2 separate regions of the Zea mays genome follow, and region 1 is linked to region 2. Evidence: chromatin contacts called from public Hi-C data. All regions are on one chromosome and are shown on one strand. Each heading gives the region's core, a stretch centred on a gene start, on an enhancer-like site or on the middle of the called end of the contact. The rest is flanking DNA. Distances are from core to core; before and after follow the strand shown.

The links. Hi-C and Micro-C count contacts between places; a contact is called where the count stands out from the background.
Region 1: a contact with region 2 is called in a Hi-C map of ear, with 1.7 times the contacts expected there. The contact joins the promoter of CNR1 here to the promoter of LOC100280295 in region 2. A contact is called at or near these places in 2 of 25 Hi-C or Micro-C datasets (ear and tassel).

What each region holds. Positions count from the first base shown.
Region 1 is chr4:183,688,362-183,692,055 of Zm-B73-REFERENCE-NAM-5.0, reverse strand. It overlaps CNR1 (Cell number regulator 1), which reads left to right and starts at 1,494. Exons shown (of 4, transcript NM_001372154.1): 1 at 1,494-1,747; 2 at 1,910-1,981; 3 at 2,065-2,277; 4 at 2,398-2,695. The coding sequence starts at 1,561. The coding sequence ends at 2,495.
Region 2 is chr4:183,491,730-183,495,526 of Zm-B73-REFERENCE-NAM-5.0, reverse strand. LOC100280295 (putative endo-1,4-beta-mannosidase family protein) reads right to left here and starts at 1,364. Exons shown (of 4, transcript NM_001153222.1): 1 at 842-1,364; 2 at 407-601; 3 at 1-327. The coding sequence starts at 1,180. It also overlaps LOC100280272.

The DNA.
Region 1 (3,694 bases), core at 245-2,744, 200 kb before region 2:
CTAGAAGACCGGACGATTCACACTTTTGGTCAGGTCTAATGAATATTAAGGATCAATTTCTTCGATGGGGTCACTTTCAAGTGAGGAATGGTCATGCTACCAGATTCTGGAAGGATATTTGGTTAACCAGTCGACCTCTTAGTGAGCAATTCCCGAACCTGTTTAATATAGTGCGTAACAAATCGGCCTTGGTTGTAGACGTCTTTTCAGATTCAAATCTTAATTTATCTTTTCGCCGAACAATTAGGGGAATTAAAATGGTGGAATGGCACAACTTGTTAAACTTGCTAACTACGATTACTCTGAATCCGGCTAGGGACAATTTTGTTTGGGATGGTCATAAGAATGGAATTTTCTCTGTCCAATCGATGTACCATCTTTTGATGAATAATTCTAACAGCAATCGGAGTAAGATGCTTTGGAGACTTAAGCTCCCTCTGAAAATAAAAGTTTTCCTGTGGAATTTATGTCGGGGAGCGATCCTCACTAAAGATAATTTAGCTAGAAGGCGTTGGAATGGTAGCTTGACCTGTAGCTTTTGCAACAACAATGAGAGTATACATCATCTCTTTTTTGATTGTTACATTGCCAAAAGTATATGGAGAATCATTTACTTTGCTTTAAAAATAGACATGCCCATTAGCATTAATCATATTATCGGGTCTTGGGAATCTAATAATGCTCTGGCATACAAAACATTATTACTGACTGGAATATCCGCTTTATTTTGGTCCATCTGGCTCTGTCGAAATGAGGTGGTGTTTAATCATAAACCAATACCATCAATTGTGCAGGTTATTTTCAGGGTTACTCACTGGTTCAGATTCTGGAGACTTCTACAGAAGGAGGAAAAGCACCAACAAATTCTCGATGCCTGTCGAGCTTTGGAGGTGGTGGCGATGGAAGTTTTTGCAATGCATGGATGGCGCTCGAATGCAAGAATTGAAGATGGCTAGTGTTTTCTATAGTCATGGCATTTTGTTTTCTTTGAGTTAGTTTAATTATTCAAGCAATTGCTCTATGGTCCAATAATCGTTATGTAATGGCTGTACGCATTTGTATGCTAAAGCCGGAACTCTTGTTTCCATAATCAAAAAAAAAATAGAAAAGACAATACATGCTGCTGCGACTGTGCATCGGAATCGCGGGATGTGCAAATATACTAATGCTCTCGTGTTTAGTGCAGTAACCAAACCCTTCCTTGATTTGATATTAAGGAACTGCATCTGCATCGGATTCCCGTTGAAAAGTAACGCGGCATTATTTATTGGTATGGTCACCTAAAATACTATTTTATAATATAGACCGTATTATTTATATAATAGATTTTGAAATAGATAATGGAGATAATTAAGCTGTTGAAGATAGCCTTTAACTAGTTAGTACCGCAGTACGTGAGTGGTGACTTGAGGGAGACCTCTCGAGTCGAGTCTTGCCGACCTGGGGCCTGCTGCGCCTGGATGAAGAGCTGTGCTGAGAGAATCATTAAAGCAGCACCGGGTCCTTGCTTTGCGCGTTGCTGTTCGCATAAACAAGAGATCCTAGTTCTACTCCCAAGCAATGTATCCGTCAGCCCCTCCGGACGCGTATAACAAGTTCAGCGCCGGGGCTCCGCCAACGGCGCCGCCGCCGCCGGCAGCGTACCAGCAGCAGCAGCACGGGGCGAACATGGACACTTCACGCCCCGGCGGCGGGCTGAGGAAATGGTCCACCGGCCTCTTCCACTGCATGGACGACCCGGGGAACTGTAAGTCGTTCGTTCGTTCGTTCGTTCCCCTTCTTCTCCAGATACATACAGTTCAATAGTTCATAGGAGGCCAGACAGATTCCAGTGAATATGGCTAGCTATTCGAGCTCAGTTAGTTACCACTTGACACGCGTTTCTTTCTTCCATGGCGCCCACGCCCAGGTCTCATCACATGCCTGTGCCCCTGTGTCACGTTCGGGCAGGTCGCTGACATCGTGGACAAGGGCACCTGCCGTGAGTCAATCAATCTCTTTCCTCTGGTTTTCTCTCCTGAAACAACTCAGTCAGATCTCGCCGACTCACTGTGGCTTTGGCAGCATGTATCGCGAGCGGACTGGTGTACGGGCTCATCTGCGCGTCGACGGGGATGGGGTGCCTGTACTCGTGCCTCTACCGGTCCAAGCTGAGGGCCGAGTACGACCTGGACGAAGGGGAGTGCCCGGACATCCTGGTGCACTGCTGCTGCGAGCACCTGGCTCTGTGCCAGGAGTACCGCGAGCTCAAGAACCGCGGCTTCGACCTGGGGATCGGTAAGCGCATGCAGTGCAAATTGCGTTCTATTACGTGCGTGTGTGTGTGCGCGCGCGCGCGCTCATAACCATACGGCCTGCTGAATGTCGTCGTCCTCGTGTATGTGTTTGTGCGAGAAGGCTGGGAGGCTAACATGGACCGGCAGAGACGAGGAGTTGCCGGCGGCGGCGCGGTGATGGGGGCGCCGCCGGCCATACCGCTGGGCATGATTAGGTAGATGATTGATTGATGCGAAATGGCAGAACTTGCTTTCGTGGTTCTTTTGTTTGACTATGTAATGTATCTTCGTTTCCATCGATTCTATGTAATTTAACTGTCCTTTTTTTTGCTCTCTATTGTGGAGGACGCTGGGTGTGAATAGCACTGTTTTGGATGGGTTTGTGATTGGTCTAGATGACTTATATAAGGTGCTTGTATACATTGTTTGTAGAGGGGAGTTCTAAATACGACGTGACATAGAGAATATAATAGGAGAGCTGCAGGAGTGCGTGGGGAGCGTGGTTGCATGGTGTCACCTTTCCATGTGACCAACGATGGTGACAGTCTGGACTGGACCACTTGATTAGCATATGCAACAACACACCAGCACCAGAAGAAGCAATGCGATGCGACGGTGGATTGGAGTGTATTGGGTCAGATAGATTGGAGGTGAGCACTTACCTGACTGAAGCTCCAGGTTTTGTGGTGTGGCCGGCGAATGGCGATCACAGAGAAGGTTTCAGAGATTGGTCCGGCAGGCAGGCAGTCATCATACCAAAAGGACGTGGTTCGTCCATCACCCACCTTAACCGACGTAATGGCCTGATAAAGCGGGAGGAGGGTTTGCAGTTTGTCCCAATGATCTCCAGCTGGCTTAGCTAGCGTCCTGGTCCGATTGAATCCAGCGTGTCCAAGAGGATGACGCGGGTTTGTGCAGTTTGTGAACTAGCTTCAGGAGCAAGCAGCAGTTCTGAACATGCATATCAGTCACACCTAAACCTCCAAGGAGCTTTCTTTTGACAGACTTTATCCCAGGAGACCAGACAACGCGCACCAGTGGTGTTATCACGACCATTCCAGAGGAAAGCACGGCGGCGGGAGTCAACCTTTCTGACGATGCCACAGGGGGGATGAGCAATGCTGACATGACGTAAACCAGCTGTGAGGTAAGCAATGCACGGAGCTGACAAGGACCGTTCGACCGGCCGGGTTCAGGAGAAGAGAGCTCCAACCGGAGAGGAATCGGTCGGATTTCGGCAGTAAGGTATTGTGGATAGACAATTTGATTTTCGTGGTTGACAATGGGAGACCTAGATATAGCTCAAGGGGAGACTTTCAAGTTTGCACTGCAACACCGAGATGCAAGGCGCGATGCATTTTCGGAGCTGGCATGGATAGGGGCTAGGCTAGGGTACTCTTGTCGAAGTTGATATTCAG
Region 2 (3,797 bases), core at 115-2,614:
GGGTAGGAGTGGATCGTGGCGAAGTCGACGCCGGGGATCAGGTTGTTGGAGATGAAGTCGGTGCCGACGGTGTACCCTCCCGGGTTGAACTGGCGCTTGCGGTCGGGCGTGGACTCGATCGCCGTAGAAGCCCTCGAGCCCGATCTCTACCGTGTGGTTGGGATCCACGGACTTGACGTAGCTGGCCATCTCCGTGATCCAGGCCTGCAGCGTCTTCCCGGAGAGGTCGCTCTGGCAGCGAGGCTCGTTCATGAGCTCCCACGCGAAGATGGCAGGCTCGTCCTTGTACGCCACTCCCGTCATCTTGTTCACTCTCGTGAGGACTGCCTGTGAGAATGGTGCATCATATCAAGCGTCTTGAGATGGTTATTATATCAAGCGTCTATGGAGTGCGTGGTCGACGGGCCTTGACATGGTTCTTGTAGAACCCTTTGGTCACGCTGTCGGTGAAGAAGTCGTCATCAGAATTCAGGCTGTGCCCCTGGGTTCTTGCCCACTGCACGTACTGCTTCTTCCCGCCGTACCCGTCCCAGTTGTTCACCAGGCTCAGGATCAAATGGATCCCGCGCTTCTTTGCTTCGGATATCACATAGTCTAGACCCTGCAGAGAGACATCCATGTCACATTGGCAGCTGAAGATTTTTTTTTTCCGCAGAACAATAATCCATGCATGCATGTATATAGCTCCAAAAAATCAGAACTGAAAAGCCGAAATATATACGAGAGGGGAGAAATTAAGTTGCTATACGCGTAAATAGCGTGATATCTAAAAAAAAAAAAATAGCACGTGCGCCCAGGATTGATTGCCTCGCCGGCGTCCGACACGAGATGCAGGGCATACCCTGAACACCTCCTCGTCGTACACCCCGGGCGACACCTGCAGCGCGCGGTAGCCGCCGTCGCTGAACGCCCACGTCCGCACGAGCGTGGCGCCGAGGCGGGCCGCCTCGTCCAGCGCGGCCGTCGCCTTGCTCCGGTCGGCCGGGTCCGACGCCATGTACATGAGCCAGTACGCGTTGAAGCCGTTCGAGTAGAACGGCCGCCCACCGATCGTGAAACGTGTCCCGCTCGCCCTCGCGAAGGCGGCGTCGGCGCCGTGTCCGGTTCGCACGAGTGCGGCGGCCGTTAGGGACAGGACGACGGCCAAACCAAACGAGATCTCCCGTCTGCTCTTCGCCATTGTCACAGAGCTAGCCGACGTTGCGATGATCGGCAAGATGCAATCTTGCAACGTGAACGACGACGTCGGTCAGTGTACGTTTATTTGGTACGTGTGTGGGCACGTACCAAGCACTTGGGCACGCTGGATTGTGTGTGTATATATAGTAGCGGCGATAGGTCGTGCCATGGCTATGGCAAAGAGCAGAGGCGATCGAGACGTCCGTCATGACTCATGACGATACGTGCTTGTGCGACCTTGCGTGCACAGTTCGTTTGCCTCTTCGGGTGCCGTCTTGATGAGCATGTCATTGCACGAAACTGCAAACTGCCTGTGCGTGGGGAGACCAGGAGACGGCGGCGGGCCGTTTGGTTGGAGGAAGATGAAAGGATGTTCCAATGTCCCATGCTGTTGGATCGTCACGCCGAGGAAGTTGTGCAAGAAGACGTGTTATGCGTGATGATACAAGTGGACGTGTTAGCTGTTAATGGATTCGCTTAAGAAATATTGTCAATGGATTCGCTTAAGAATATACATGTAACTATAAATTATAACGAGACTATAGCACACCAATGTATTTTTTTCAGACATAAGTATTATATTAGCTACATATGGATATTAAATTAAATGAAAGAGTGGAGACATATACCAGCTGAATAGAATCCTAAAACCATTTGTTTGCATGTTTAAAAAAAAGCGCTTTGATGCTTTGTAACATTTCCTAATTCCTGGTATATTGAACAAAAAAATATGTTACTTTTTCGCAATTTTTGAACAAGTCCGATTAATTGTAGTACGATGCTCACATGTTAAAGCTTCCCAATTCAAAATTTCATCTTCTTAAAAAGATCAATCACCTTATCAATACTGTTGGCTGAAAACACATCTTTCTACGCATAGCATATTTGGCAATCACACATGAACTGATCACTCAGCTTGTTTCTCAACCTTTTTTACAACACTCATAACTGAAACATGTTTGCACTGAAGTTGTGGCAATCCACAATATTAGTAGTAGCTTTAAAGGTTGATAGGCGAAAAGGAAACTAATAAGCTTATTTGTTTGCAACACTAGTTTAGCTAGATCGATCAACAGTCCCATCCAAATTGTCAAACCTTCTACATGCTTTCACGTTGTCAGTGTATATAACAAGTTCAAAGTCAAGACCATTCAATTTATTTGAATCAAAATCATATTGATAAAGCTTAGGTAGCCTTACTATTGTTTCTTTGTTAAAGGCAAGAAATGAGTCATTTGTGTTAAAAGTCGCCACGTGATCCAACAATGCATAATTTACCTCACCGAAACTGTCATCGAGCTCTTGAAGTTGCCAATCAATAACATAATTAAAAGCTTCTATTTAGTATTGATGGAGTTTTCTTTTTTGGTTTTCTTTCGTGGTGCGTGCCTATTAGCATATTCCTCATGCATGTTTCCATCGCAAAATAAGTATGTCTTCTTCAAGAGTGAGTTCCATCCATTCTCTCTTACATTTTGCAGCTCGTTTCTTGTTGCACTCACACATGACATGACATTCAAAATATCTTGATCCTTCCTTTGTAATGATTGTGACAAAGTATTTGCACTTTCCAATACATGGAGCATCATGTGTAAATAAAACGGTGTCAAAGATAATAATCGTGACAGTCGTGTTTTTAGATGAAACATTGTCAAGAGAGACGACTCCGTAGTCCGTACGGTGGCTACAGATCAGAAAATCGTGAGGGTCGTACCTCAAGGAGAGGACGTGGATGTCCCCCATATGAGATACTGATAGCCACATTAGAGCATTGGACCCCATTTAAAATGAGATCTCATGAGATCTTTAGAGGACTAAATAAAAAATGAGACATTCTCCTCTCATAAAGATCGTCTCTACACAACTCTCTGTAAATATTGTCTATTAACAAAATTTATGATATAAGGACTTATGATTGTACCATGTTGTCTCTTAATTATCTCTTGTGCATAAAAAAAACTGATCAAGAGGCTTTGTACGTGCCCTAACGGAAGTTGGAGACGTTTATCATGTTCACCAAAAAGGAGGGGAAATAGGGTTTTTGTCGTCTCAGTTACAAATTCCACTCGCTGCGAACCAATAAACAAACAAGCCAAGTTTCAGTGCTGGACCGCAAGCCTCCAGAACTGAACCAAACAAGTTTCAAAATAAGGAAGAGAGCAAGCTGCATTCTAAAGGCGCAGCACTGACTTTTTTCCGTTAGGTCTGTAATGCGCCCATGATTTGGGTTACATACACAATTTCCATGAAAGCTACACATGAAGCAGGATGAATATCAGCTCAATCCAGATTCTAACTAGCATGAAGCTCGTGAAACGAGCTTTTTTACCGGGTGTACAGAGTCATCGTCGCAGGCTATACAGCAGCAGATAGTAGTCCACACCATTAGCTACATGAGTGGATTTAGCTCGATGACTTTCTTTGTCTGCTGCTCCATAATAATATCTTGTTCATCAGATTGTGCAAATCGCATTGACAATTAGGCCATGTAGTCAAAATCCAACTGACTTCACATCCATAACTGTTGCCTGAGAAGAGCTCTTGAGAAAGATAGACACTTCTTTGTCTGCTGCTCCATAATAATATCTTGTTCATCAGATTGTGCATATCTCATTGAC